2 separate regions of the Callithrix jacchus genome follow, and region 1 is linked to region 2. The links are chromatin contacts, called in public Hi-C maps. All regions are on one chromosome and are shown on one strand. Each heading gives the region's core, a stretch centred on a gene start, on an enhancer-like site or on the middle of the called end of the contact. The rest is flanking DNA. Distances are from core to core; before and after follow the strand shown. Region 1 holds the start of ACKR1 (atypical chemokine receptor 1 (Duffy blood group)). Region 2 overlaps LOC128930120.

Region 1 (6,893 bases), core at 596-3,095, 40 kb before region 2:
GGGTATGGGAAGAACAGTCCTCACATACACATATCCCAGCAGCAGCAAGAGGAGCAGAAAGGAGGCAGCCGAATGACACGGATAATCCAGATATATTGAGGGAGGCCCCTCTGAGATTAGCACAGGAGAGTTAGAAAGATTATAAAGATACACGGTCCCCTCCCTGCTCCCTTCCCCCACCCCCATCCCTGGACAGACACACACAGCACAACAGCCCCTCTCCCTCCCACCCCCCCATACAAATATGGCTTCTGTGTAATATGGACAGAGTGGTTCAGCTCGAAGAGGAAAAGTCATTTTCCCAAAAGCGGGTGCTGGGAGACAAGAAGCTTGGCAGGCCAGGGGCCCCAGGCTCCCTTGCTGTTGTAAGAGGAGTAGGCCCTGGCTTAGGTGAGGGGCTGCCCGTGGTGCCCAGGGCCCTAACCAGCAGCTGGAAGATTCACAACAGTAGTACCTGAACTGAAGGGGGGTGGGCAGACCTGCCAGATTGCAGCTGCCCCTTTTTGCATGCCCATTGTCAGAGCACGGAGGAAAAGGTGGCGGAGGGTGGGAGTGATGCCAAGGGCATCCTGGAGCTGAGGCGGGGCAGTCCAGCCAGGACAGGGAGGACCAGGAACCTCATTTCCATGGCAACCAGCTGGGGCCGTGAGAAGGAAGACAGGAAACCAAAAGGAGGGGTGGGGACCCAGCCCTCAATTCACTGGGTACAGATTGTGGGAAAAATAGGTGGTGGTAGGTCAGTCCAGGGTCAATGCCAAGGAGAGGCCTGAGGGGTGCATAGCAAAGGCTGTGGCACTAACTCCATGGCTCAGAAGAGGGAAATCCAGGGAAGGGCTGAATGCTGTGTATCAGGGAGAGATGGAATGGACAGCTGGGCAAACACACACCCAAGGACTCCTTTCTCCAAGACGGATGGGCATCGGGGTGGCAGAGGGAATACCAGCATGGAACAACCTCTCAGTTGAGGCATGAACCCTGACTAGGAAGACCCCATTCCCAAAGCCTCCCCCAACATGTCCCACAGCCCTGTCCACCTGCCCAGGACCCCTGGCTCTTGGCCTTCCTCCTCAACCTCTTGCTCTGCCTCTCACTCACTCAGACGCACATGCACACACACACACACACACATGCATACACTACACACACCACACACATGCACACAGCACATTATTCCCTTAGTTTGGGCAGGAAACAGCTCAGTGCAGTGAAGCTCCTTTTAGTAGATTTGTTGTTATGTCTGCCTGGCTGCTGGGGGAGGAAGGACTAAGGGCTGATGCTGGCACCAGGAAGGGGGCACAGGGTGGCCAAGGTGGGAGGAGTAGTTGCTGAGCAACAATCCAGAGTCTTGCGTAAGAGTGAGGGGCCCCTCAGCGCAGGGAAGCAGGGGCGGTTCAGGCCTGAGAGCAGTGCCTCTCCCACCACTGCTGGAGCAAGGAGGGGCAGCCACACTCTGCTATCCCCCAGGGTGGTTCCTAAGAAAAGGAGCCGGCTTTGTTCATTTTCGGGAAAATGGGGCGACGGTCCACCTCCACCCTTCCTCCCCAAATCTACTCTTCCTTACAGGGACCTGCATCCTCCCCAGGTTGAAGGCCTAGGTCCCTGCATGGCTGTATTGCCTTCTGAGGGTCACAGCTCCCCAGGGCTCCCCTACTCATCACTTTCCCATTGCTACGGAAGAGATGGATCAGGGTGGCACCCACCTCCCTGTCCGTAGCGCCCAGGTGTGTGGCTAGCAAAGGAAAAGCCACACCCAGCCCTTGCTGACAACCCTCCCCTTCCACGATTTCTGGAGAAGTCTGGGAAGCTGCTCTGTTGTAGAGGATGAAAGGCGGGCTGGTGAGAGCCCCCCCCCCACCCCCACGGCTCCAAAGCAGCCCTGCCCCTTACCCCTCCCCTCCCTCACCCCTGTACCTTCTCTCTCCCCCTAACACTCCAGGGTTGTGTTTTGTGTTTGTTTGTTTTTTGCTTTTCTCACCCCAGGGCTCCCGCCTCTCCAGCCTGGAGACAGATTTGATTTGGGATTGTTACAAAAATAATAATAACCCAAATGCAGAGAAGCCACGGAAAGGGCTGAGGGCAACCCTCCCCTCCCCCCCGCCCTCCTCCCTCCCCATTCCAAACCGAGTACAAAACCGCACCCAAAGCAGACATTCTGTACAGGGGGGTGGGTGGGCTGGGGAGCAAGCGGGAGGGGCGGCCCTGGGGTCGCTCTGTACAAGTCCGGGTTGATGACGGCCCCAGCAGTCCCCACGGGGCCCCTGGGGGGGGCACAGGAAGTGGGTGGGTGCCCCTAGATGAAATATTCCTTCTTGTCGTCCCCTCCCGACTGCCCGCCTTCTGCATTGATGATGGCCGTGTCCGCATCTGGGGCATCGTCGGAGCCTTTTGCCTCGTGTGTCAGGTAGGTTCCTGTGTAGAGACAGAGGCTTCCCCTCTCAGGAGCAGCTTCCCAACCTCTGAGTCCACCCTGCCCACTTTCCCACCCGCCCACTCACGCACTGCTCAGGTAATTTTTCTCTCGCCAACAGCTCTCTTCTATTCCACCTTACCTAATTCCCATTTTGCTTCCCGCATCCCTCACCTGACCACACCCTCCATGAATAATGAATCCTGCCCCTAGGTAGAATCTCATCTATAATACAAAGCAAGAAAGAGAAGTGTGAGCGTGTGTCTGTGTGTGAGCGTGTGTGTGGGAGCGTGTGTGTGTGAGCGTGTGTGTGTGAGCATGTGTGTGAGCGTCTGTGAGCGTGTGTGTGAGAGCGTGTGTGTGTGGGAGCGTGTGAGCATGTGCGTGTGCGTGTGTGTGTGGGAGCGTGTGTGTGTGTGTGAGCGTGTGTGTGTGTGTGCGTGTGAACGTGTGTGTGTATGCCTGCGCATGTTCAGACAACTCGGTGGCGGGGGAAATGCTATGCCAGCTTCATGAGCAAGGCAACTGAGATCTGGCTTATGTGTGACCAGCCTATGGAGTCGGGCTTCAGGCTAGAATAGCAGAGCCAGAATTCTGAGAGGAAAAACATGGAAAGAGAGTAGAGCGAAGGCGTGGATAAAGGAGAGAAGGTAGGAAAAGCAGGGAGAGAAAAGAAAGGCAATGAGATCAAAGGAGAAAGAAAATGAAGTTAAAGAGAGAGACAGGAAGAAAGTGCAGCAAGCAATGAGATGGAGAAGCAGTTTCGGGAGCTGTCCGTCTTGCAGCAGGAGACCTGGAGGTAGAGCAGCATGGGAGCAACCGCTGACTGAGTGGGCAGGTTTGATTTCACTTGGACGATCCCCAAGTGATCAGGCTTCAGTGCCGGGTTGGTGGTGCTCAGTTGTCACAGGGTTGGCAATGATAGGGTTGGCTTCGTTTTTTGCTTCCCTACACATTCCAAAGGGCTGACACATCTCTGAAGGCCCTTTCCACTGTCGGCTTCCCATCGTGCCACCTCTGATTGGTCTCCCTGCCCCTCCCAAGTTCTGCTGATGCTCTCCCTGTGCCTCTCACCTTTGTGCCGGATCAAGTAGTGGCCAAGGAAGATGAGCATGATGAGCAGCAGGAAGACAATGAAAGCCACGATCCCGCCGATGATGGCGTGGTAGGTGCTGGAGGAGGAGGGCACCGGACTGGGGTCTGGAGGAAAGGGCAACACACAGTCGGATCTGGGGAGAGCCCTTATCTTACAGCATTCCAAGGTGGCCATGAATAGCCTCACTTAGCAGGGAGCAGGCACTAACATCAGGAAAATGGAGCACAATCATTCATCACGCCTTACTGTGTGCTTATATGCCATGCCTAGATTACAGTATTTCTTAAAACAAACTGATGGGTTAGTGAATAGATAGATAAATCTGTCCATATCTAGCCTTCTAAGTTGAGATCTTGGTACTGAAGCTTGACCTTGGCCAAAGATCATTACTTTAATGCCTCTCCTTCCCTCCTTCCCTCCCTCCCTCCCTCCTTCCCTTCCCTCCCTTCCTTCCTCCCCCTCTTTTTTTCCTTCCTTTCTCTTTTTCTAGTTTCCTCCCTCCCCCGGCTTTCATTTCCTTCTTCCTTTCTCCCTCTTTTCCTTTTATTCCCGGGTTATCAGGGTGTTCCTTCTCTGTTTCCATGCCCTCTTAGCCCCTTGTCTTCGTGATATTCTGAGCCAGCTCCCCTAGCTCTAGGGGCCTTCTCAGCCTATTCACCTGTTGCCTTAAGATTAGATAGGGAAGGAGCAATAAAAGCTGATGGAGCTAAGAATTAAGCGCTTTGACAGCACCTTACAAAAAATGATAGATTGTGGCCCCTAGGTGAAGAACCCTGTTCCCGCACGGCAGGGGAGTTTAGTGCTCCAGTGACACCCCAAGCCTCCAGCATTTCCTAAGGAGGAGGCCTGGGGTTCCATCTTCACTTTGCCACCATCCAAAGGTTTGCAGAAAGGACAAGATGCTTTCTCCCATGATATGGACGTCTCCGCCACTGGATATACCGCATCTGTCCTCCAAGGCAACCTATATAGAGGGTCGACAGCACAGACTGGGCCAGGCATAGCAAAGACAGCAGCAGCCATAGCCAGAGTCCCAAATATCAGAGGGACCCACACAGGCCCAGCACACAATTCTGATGTAGCCGTAGACAGAACCCTCCCACCCATGGGAGAGCTGCTGTTTTCCACGGACTCAGCTTGAGTCTTAATGCCTCATTGACTCCTTACACATTTTGTCTTTCCCACCTTATGTCTCCTCAGGCTTGGCTGGGCCAGCGTTTCAGTTCCTAGCCTGTCTACGCCTTATTTGAAAAGAAAACATTTGTGTTCTGGTTTTTTATGCTCTGCCTGGGAGGAAGGGAGACGATGAGTCCAGGGAATCTAGGGTATGATTAGGGTGGAGGTGAAGGTGTAACTTGCAGAAAGCAGAGCGAGTTTACCCGCTGTCTCTCGGGCAGTATGTGAGACATGGTCCACCTGGACAATCAATCCTGGATAATTATTCCACAGGCTATGGAAATGGCAGTTCCTTAGAAAAGCACAGGTTTCCAAGGCCAAACGACCTCTGGGCTTATCAATTACAGGCCCCTGTCTCTAGGTAGAACTGCATTTAATTTCATTCCAGTCAGGCCCACTTAAGGATATTCCTGGAAGAAGGTGCAGTAGCTCCATCTACCACCAGGCGTCAGCACTGGAACCAGACACCGTCCAACAGGACTCCCTCCGCCTGGCTGTTTAGCACAGGGCAGAGGGGAGATCAGCAAGATAACCAACCACAAGGGCATAAGAACTTTCTCTCGCTGCCAATCATCATCAGATTAGTCTGGAGAGATACGGGGGCAGAGACCGGAGCTCAGTGCATTGTCCTTGCTCTTGGCATCTTACAATAGCCTTGTTGTGCTGAGGCCGCTCCCACATGCTGAGGTCGGCCCCTGGAGTGGGAATCACCCAACCAGACATTCTGATCCCAAGAACTCAGGCCTCTTATCGCTGGGAGGCCTGGCTGCTATCCCCCCAACTGCTTTAATGAGTGTTTCAAGTGAGGGAGCCTCTGATGTTTTCCTGACAATACACGTCCCCTATTCTGAGAAAAGATTTATAAGACTTTCTGGTGGAACCCGCAGCCATTGGGATCTTCAAAACCATCCCCTGTCAACTCTCCATAAAGGGGCCTCTGTGCCACCCTGTCACTACTCCTGAGGCTGGGTTTTGTGGTCATGGCTTTGAGAAGAACTTCAGAGAAGGAGCATCACCTGGTCCCTCTAGAAGATACGGCATCAGAGAAAAGATTCTATCTCTTGGCATCATACAAGTTTCTCTCTATTTTCTGTCGAGACCCAGTACAGTGTGTTCAAGGTATGCAGGAAAAAAATGACAGCAATTGCATGCTCCGGAGACCTAGTCATAGGAGAAGCAACTCTGAGAAGGGCCAGTTAGAGAAGGAAATGCACCTGTGCCCACACTTTAGGGGCCCGGGGCCTCTGCACACAGAATTATTGTTTTTGTTGTCAGACAAGTGCGGGGGATGGAAGATGGTGTCACCCAGGCCACTACTACCAAAGAAAGGTAGATGAGAGCCCAGCCTTCTAAGGTTTTTTCACTAAGTGGCCATTACACATTCTAGAGTGGACCTGGGACCTAAGGCCTCAGGCACCCCAGGGGTGGGCTGGCTTTCCTTTACTCCACTCCCTGTCACAGTTTGGGGGTGTTATCAGGAAGTATGAAAGAAAGGGCATAAGAGGGACAGAGAAGGGAGATTCTGGAAGAAGAGATCTGAGAAGCACTCACCATTAACGTTGAGAGTGTAGTAGGCCTTGTAGCTGCCCATGTTGCTGGTGGCCGTGCAGCCATAGGTGCCGCTGTCACTCTTGTTGAGGAAGGGGAAGATCAGGGCACTCTCCTGGGTCATCTTCAGGGGCGGCACACTGCCCTCCTTCTCCCATAGGTACTGCTGGGGGCTGTCGAGGCAGACAAATCAGAAGAGCTCAGGAGAGCATAGGCCAGGGAGCTAAAAGAAAAAAAAAATAACTGGGAGCAGGAATGTCAAGGATTGTTTGATGAGGCTGGAGAAATAAATTATCAGGGCCAGAGACATTGAACTGCTATATTCCAGGTGGCCTCTTGGGGTTTGTTCTAGGGAAGCTGGAGGTCTCTTTAACTTGGCCTTTGTGGGAACCTCAGGGACTGAGCTAGGGAGTGGTCCCTTCCCACTTGTGCTGCTTTGCAGAAGAAATAATTGCAGGTGGACATTATTGGACAGACAGGGAAAGGAGAGGCTCGGGTCAGACAATACAGAGGAGATAGGAAGGAGCTGTTACATTAGGAGACCATCTGAGAGTGTGGAGGGTAAGGAGGAGACCAGGAAATGGATCTTCTTACACTGGATTGCCACGACCCTCACAGTGTAGCAACAGCTTCTGGCCCTCACGAGGATGCGGAGGATCTGGCCTG
Region 2 (7,580 bases), core at 2,598-5,097:
GGACACCACCATGCCCTGTTAGTTTTTTTATTTTCAGTTGAGACGGGGTTTTACCATATTGGCCAGGCTGGTCTCGAACTCCTGACATCAGGTGATCCACCTGCCTCAGCCTCCAAAGTGCTGGGATTACAGGCATGAGCCACCATGCCCAGCTATTTGTTCCATTTTATTTTTTGCGTGTCTATGTGCCTGCACAATGCTAGTTGAGACTGATTTTGACCTGGATGTTTTGTTGCAGCCTATTAAAAAAAAAATCTATAAGCTCCCAGCTTTTGAAAATATATAAAATAAAATGTTCCATGGGTGGTCATACCCTTATTCCCAATTACCACCCCATTTTTGAGCCTCATTTTAGCTGTGAGGGATGAGGGATAATGCAAGGGGTTGGGGATAGTATATTTGGGGATGCAAAATACTTGGTGATTGAGACCAATCTGACAGTCATGGTTTTCTTTTTAGAATCATAAAATAGAAGTGGATGTTAAAAAATGCTACAACAAAATGTCAACGTCTGGTGCTAGTCACTTGAGAATACAAAGATGAGTAAGTCATGAAATCTACCTTCAAGGAACTCACAGTCCAGTAGAGAAGATAGGCTTGCAAACACATAATCACTACATCATGTGATAAGTGCTTCAGTAAAATTATGTATAAGGCACAGTGAGAGAAGAGAGAAGGCAAAGAGTAAATTTGTGGAAAACCTTAAGACTAAGAGTTGGGCAGGTTTAAGGGATGAAAGACAATACAAAAGAGAGAATGGCATATGTGAGAACAGTGAGACAGGAAGCAGCATGGTTGTGGCTAAATTGTGCAAGGAATTTATGTTAGAGATTGCTCTTTATTCTGCAGACAAGGAGTCACGGAAGGATTTTAAGCAGGGAAATGTCAGTGACAGATTTACATTTTAGAGTGATAACTCTGGCAGTAGTGGATGGATAGATTGGAGGGATACACAGCATTTGATACAGAAGCCTGACCCTTCTGGAGACCCAAATTCAGCACCATGACATTAAAGAGGACCCAGTGAGTGTGGTCCTGTCTTAGTTCCTGTGGGTAAGGTAGAGATAGCACACAGAACACTGTAACACACCGATACTCAGTGTGGACAGTGCTGTAGGGCACACAGATGCTGACAACTGTGTGCAGCAGCAACATACGGTTTTACAGAGTAAAGCATGAAGGAATATGAGCACTGTCCCAGTTTGCCAGGGACTACATCGTTTTTCAGGACTTCAAGTGCTAACATCGGGAAAGTCCTGAGCAAACTGGGATGGTTGGTCACCCTAAGCAGTTTCTGACAGAAACAGCCTTCCCTTGGTAGCACCTGTTACCCAGACCATCTCCCTGGCAACCAGCTGGGGGTCATCTCCAGGGCAGATTGGAGGGGGAGGAAAGCCAAGTGAGATTTTTCTTGTGTTTCAGGGGAGGGTAGAGGTGGGAAGTGGGTAGGGGGTGGTGAGTCAGAATAGCTAGGCCAATTGAATGGGAGGAGGGAGAAGAAAGGCTAAGTAGGAGACAGAATGTGGAGGGTTTTTTTCTTATCCAGGATCCTACCTTCATTCTCTGATATCTTGGGCTCTCTCTGGTGGTAACGAACATTGAAAACTCAAAACAATAAGTATTACAGCGAGTGAATGTGAATATATTTAGCTTTTTATTTATGCGTAGGTTTCATATGTTCATGCATGTATTTATTCATTCAGCATTAATAGAGTGCCTACTATGCACTTAGCACCTTGCTTACGCTCTGTCACTTAGTCTAATGCACGACCCTATGACTTGTAGGTAGTATGATTCTCATTTTACAGATGAGGAAAATGGGGCTCAGGAATTTCATAACTTCCTATAAGTCACACCTTAACTGATGGAGCTGAGATCTTAATTTAGGGGCATCTCTAAAATTCTTGGTCATGCCAACAGACCAGCATACACCCACCTGTGCCTGATTCAAACAGTTACTTGGAGCCACCTGTTACAAATAATACATATATCTGTGATATTCCGGTTCTAGGTTAATAATAAAGATCCTTTCCATGGTGCTAACAGGTGCTCCCAGGTGATTCTTATGCCCTGGCATTCCTGAGAAATGACCCACCGTAGCCTGGTGGGTCATTTATTGAGCTGGTCCCCTGACCAGCTCAATAACTCCTGAGGGAACTGTAAGTGTAAGTAGCTAGTTAGAACATAGATGTGTTAAGGTGTAAAACCAAAAAATATCACTGAGTCTTTCAACAAATAATTTTCTTGACTCTTCCTCTCTAGCAATTGCTGACGTTGTCTGTAAGATCCTGTGTAATCTGGCCTTTGCCTGTCTCTCTAACCTCGTGTAACCTCATGGCCACAGTTACAAATTTATTTTTGTTGTTTGTTTGCTTTTTCATTTTTAATCTTCAGCACACCAAGCCCATTCCCATTCTATGCCTTTGCATGACCTTTCCTTCTGAACCGAATACTCCTGCCCCGCTTTGTGCTAAGGCACTTCTGCTTTCACATCTTTTTTTTTTTTTTTTTTTTTTTGAGACAGAGTGTTGCTCTGGAGTGCAGTGGCGCTATCCCAGCTCACTGCAACTTTCGTTTTCTGGTTTCAAGCAATTCTCCTGCCTCGGCCTCCCGAGCAGCTGGGACAACAGGGACACACCCACCATGCCTGGCTAATTTTTTGTACTTTTAGTAGAGATGGGGTTTCACCATGTTGGCCAGGATGGTCTCGATCTCTTGACCTCGTGATCCACCCACCTCGGCTTCCCAAAGTACTGGGATTACAGGCGTGACTGCTGTCACATTTTAGCCTAAATTAACTTCCTCAGAGAGGCTGTCTCATTTCCTTGCAATCACTTTCATTTTCTGCTGTTTTCTTAATAATTTATCTGTTGTTTATTATTGTCTTTATTCCTTCTACCAGCAAATGTAAATTCCATGAGGAAAGAAACCCTATCAACTTTGATCAAAGTCGAGTTGCCAGGAACTTAGAGGATAGAGGATATTGCACATAATAGTACCTGGCACATAATAGGTGCTTGCTTATTAAATGCCGGTTGACTTGGAGAAGAGTGTTCACATTCTTTGATTTTACACTTTGATTTTACAAGCAAGAACTTTTGTCTTAGGTCCAAAGTAAACCTCCCACTGCCATTTAAGACTTTTCCTTCTGGTTCGTGAAAGAAGACATCTCTTTCTTTTTTATGAGCCTCTATATAATATCCCTCTAGAGGATTTAAGACTGTTATTAAATTACCCCTTAACTTCCTCTACATTAGCTGAAATGCCCTAATTCTTAACCTTCTGCCAGTTCCTTTATCATTCTAGTATCTTTTCTCTGATCCTTTTCACCTAAATAGTTGTGTTCAGAACAGGTCCTAGTAGGTGAGTTAGGCTTTGGCTGATGGTCATGAGTTGAACATGATATGCTATTCCATGACCCTTTGTATGTTTTATGGTATTCTTTATTTTTCATCTGTTTCTTTTAGCTAACTCACAGTTAGCTTGTGGTCTATTTTGGTCCTAAAATCTTTTTAAATTCTAAAATCCCAGAGCCTGTTATTAACGAAAGTTGTATTCCCTAGCAAGGTGACATCCGTTAAGGTGCGCCACCAGTTTTTGGTCCCCGGGCTTCCTTATGGACCGCTGTGCCTGTGTGCCCACACCTGCCAGGCTGGTGATTGCTGCTGCTATTCCTGTGGCTAAGCCAAGAGTGGAGGCAGATGCGTTTAGTGTTCTCACTATGTTCAGAAAAGGCCATAGCTTGTTTTCATGTGGACTGTGAAGCCCTAGGAACGACTGTGTGTGCTGCTCTGAGAAAGTTAACCAGGTTCTGGGCCCAGCTCCAAGGAGACATTTCTGACTCATTGGAAAGGCAGAAGAGTGCAGGAGAGTGAGAAAGCATGGATTTGGAAAGTGGACTCATCTGGGCTGAAATACCAGCTGTGCCACTTATGTCATTTGAGATCAGTCTTTTCGTTTGTTAAACATCAGACATTGTTTTTGTCTATTTTGTATGCTTGTAAAGATTATTAAATGAAGACATTTATGTAAAACTCCTACCATAGAACTCAATACATGTTCGTTACCTCTCTCTGTGCCCTTTTCACCCTAGAGGAGGGGGATGTTCCTCTGTTTCTGTGAGTGTGCCATAGAATCTTGCCCTGTGTTCATTGTCCGAGTATAAAGCCCTACTTGGATCTAGACTTTCAGTTCCAGTAACTTTTTTCACTTTTGCCAAGGTCTCTCTGTTAGCCTGCTCTCTACCACCCTCGTGTGGCCACCCTGACCCTTTGTCATTCCTGATCCTCTGCTCCCTCAGTGTGGTGGCTTTGCTGTAATGCAGCCTCTCCCTTCTTGGCAAATAGAACTCCCAACTCCTCTAAGTTTTAACACACACCTGAAACATTTTTCAGTTTAATTTTAGTCTTCTTTTCTCATGTAGTGTTATCTCAGTTATTCTAACCTTTCCTCGCTTCTTTCTAATATTTACCCATCTGCCAAAGACTGCATGAACTCTGTCCTACATGTTGAGAATTTGGACCCAGTGAGGTCTTCAAGTTTCCAATCCCATTATCTGTTTCCATGCTCAACGCCAAGTTCTCTTTCCCATGAATGACGAAGAAACAGTGTACAGTTGACCCTTGAACAACACGGGTTTGAACTGTGTGGATCCACTTATACATGGCTTTCTTTTTCAATAAATACAGTTTGCCCTCTGTACCTGCAGGCTCCATATCTGCAACCAAACAATATTCTCTGGTTGAGAAACCTGCGCTATGAAGAGAAAACTTTTTCTATATGCCAGTTTCCTGGTTCTGCTGGTTTCACAGGGTCAGTTGCAGAACTTGACTATGGGCAGATTTTGGATCCTGTGCCAGGGGTGTCGGCGTCCTGCAGCCAATTCCCTGCAGATACTGAGGGATGACTGTATTGTCATAGACTATCTAATCATAGGAAGCTCTATTTTTTTCCCCTGCAAACTAAATCTGTTTAAGTTAATAAGGAAAAGTATACCTGTTCTTGCCTTGTTAAAGGGTAATGATGGATCTTGGATAGACCCAAATATTAACACTTCAGAGTGAGGGTGAACTTTCTCCCTTTCCTAATTGCATAGCATTTCTATCACGGGGAATGAAGGATTATTTAGGATATAGTCAGTGTACTGGTTTGAAAAACTTCGTGGTTGAGAAATAAGGGAAATCAATTTGGTGAGATTGCTAGGTTAAACCAAATTTGGGAGGTGGGATTTGAAAACTCGACACTGAAGAGCTTTATCTTTATCCCATCAGTTGGAAAAAATTTGTAGCAGGATGTTATGTTACTGAATTGGTATTTAAAGATTAATCCTAAGATTCACTGTGGTAAAGATGGTAATCTTTAATTTATAAATTTGACGCAATACGATGCTAAATCCCAATAAGCTGTTTTATGGAACTTGACTAGCCGATTCTAACATTCCCTTGGAAGATAAAGTCAAGAGTAAATAGCCATAATTTTTTTAAACACATGGGGCTAAGGGGGAGGATGATTTTTCTAGCTATCCTAAGCTACTTTAAAATTACAGCAATTAAAACATGAAATCTTGGCACAGGAATACATAAATAGAACCATGGAATCGAAGAGAGAGTGCAGTTACAAACCAACTTGGAAATTTAGTGTGTGAAGAGTGCTACCTTCATTATATGCTACACTTCTAATCAGTGACTAAAGGGTTGTACTGTTTACAGACATTAAAATAATTGGTTAACTGTTTGGCACTTGGTATGGGATAGGTCTAGCCTTCCCTTATATCATATACAACAATATATTTCAGGTGGACTCATGCTAAATTTTTTTTTTTTTTTGAGATGGAGTTTTGCTCTCGTTACCCAGGCTGGTGTGCAATGGCACAACCTCGGCTCACTGCAACCTCCGCCTCCCGGGTTCAAGCAATTCTCCTGCCTCAGCCTCCTGAGTAGCTTGGACTACAGGACCGTGCCACCACACTCAGCTAATTTTTTTGTATTTTTAGTAGAGATGGGGTTTCACCATGTTGGCCAGGATGGTCTTGATCTCTTGACCTCGTGATCTGCCCATCTCCGCCTCCCAATATTGCATGATTTTTTAAACTGACATAATTGCAGACCCATAGACAGAATGTAAAAGTCAGTCACAGACTGGGACAATTTTATTTACAATATATATACCAAACTATCAAATTGCTAACATGCAAAATAGTCAGCAAATAAGCATAAAAAAGACAAACAGTCCAAGAGAAAATTGGGCAAAGGCTATGAGTAGGATTTCTCAGAAAAAAATACAGTTGTCTAATAAACATCTGAAAAGATGACCAACGGCATTTGGATTTTCAGAAATACAAGTTACAGCACCAAAGAGATCCTAGGCTGTTAAAAAGCATCAAAGAACCCATCAGATTGTTAAAAATTAAAATGATGGATAATACTCAGTGTTGGCAAGTGCTTAGGGAAATAGGCACCATTATATATGGTTAGTGAGGATATAAATTGGCACAGCCTTTTTGAAGATATTCTGGCAGAATGTATCAAAATTAAAAATAGAAATACCAGCAGTGCTGTTTCTACAAATGATGCCATAGATCTGTTCACATGAGTGCTCTGATTTATGTGCAGAGATATGCATCACTTCATTCTTTTCCAGTAGTGAAAAATTGAAGACAACATAAATATTCATCAATAGTGAATTGGATAAATTATGCTATATCATACTTTGTAATAACATATTGCAGTTAAAAAGAATGAGGTAAATTTATATCTACCAAAATAGAAAGATACAGAAGGTATATTGTTAAGTGAAAATACAAAGAAAATACACATACTGCTTTCCTTTTTGTGTAAAATGGGAAAAAGCATAAACCATATACATGTGTATATGTTAAATTTTATGTACATATAAATATGTGTTTAAGTAAATGAATAGTTACTTACCGGCTGTGTGACTTCAGGTAAGATACCTAACCGCCTCAGTACTTTTTTTCTTTGTTTGGAAAATAGAGATAATTTTACATGACCCCTAGGGTTGCATGATGTGAGGATTAAATAAATTAATCCATTTAAAGTGCTTTAAATAGTGCCTGGTACATGGTAGGCACTTGAGTGTTTTTGTTGTTCAGATGCATATTAAACTTGGAAAATTATTTCCTGGGCCAGCAGTGAGACTTAAGGCATAAGGGGGTTTTATTGTCCATGTTATATACTGTATGTTTTTATAATAATGATGTGCTTATGTGTTAAATGATTAATATTTTTTAAAATTATTATTAAAAGCATATTCTAAGAAGATGAGTTAAAAGATGATTATAGAAATCCAGGAACGAAGTAAAAGAGTCCTGAGTGAGGGCAGTGGAATTTGGAATGGAAAAGAGGTGCTACGTTTGATGTTGGTTATGGGAAGCAAGAGGGAGGGAGAAGGCTAAGGCAGCTCTCAGTTTTGGCTTGGAAAATGCTGAACCATGAAAAGAAATAGTAGAGTTAGGAGAAGCTTGTTGTTGGGTGTAGCAGTTTGGAATGAAGGAGGATTAGTGTTTTACCTGAGGTTGCTAAAACAGAATACCATAAACTACATTGCTTAAACAGCAAGAC

Evidence for each region. Hi-C and Micro-C count contacts between places; a contact is called where the count stands out from the background.
Region 1: a Hi-C map of skeletal muscle shows a contact between it and region 2, with 4 times the contacts expected there. The contact joins the promoter of ACKR1 here to the enhancer-like site in region 2. A contact is called at or near these places in 3 of 3 Hi-C or Micro-C datasets (induced pluripotent stem cells and skeletal muscle).

The regions. Positions count from the first base shown.
Region 1 is chr18:19,229,134-19,236,026 of calJac240_pri, reverse strand. ACKR1 (atypical chemokine receptor 1 (Duffy blood group)) reads right to left here and starts at 1,845. Exons shown (of 3, transcript XM_008984691.5): 1 at 1-1,845. It overlaps CADM3 (cell adhesion molecule 3), which reads right to left. Exons shown (of 9, transcript XM_002760155.6): 6 at 6,822-6,893; 7 at 6,231-6,400; 8 at 3,482-3,607; 9 at 1-2,409. The coding sequence ends at 2,291.
Region 2 is chr18:19,189,973-19,197,552 of calJac240_pri, reverse strand. All of the region lies in intron 1 of LOC128930120, which reads left to right. Among named protein-coding and RNA genes, the nearest start is that of CADM3, 10 kb to the left of the region's middle. Within about 2 kb of position 3,847, at least 2 of the 16 cell types and tissues checked have an H3K27ac peak or open chromatin away from gene starts, as enhancers often do.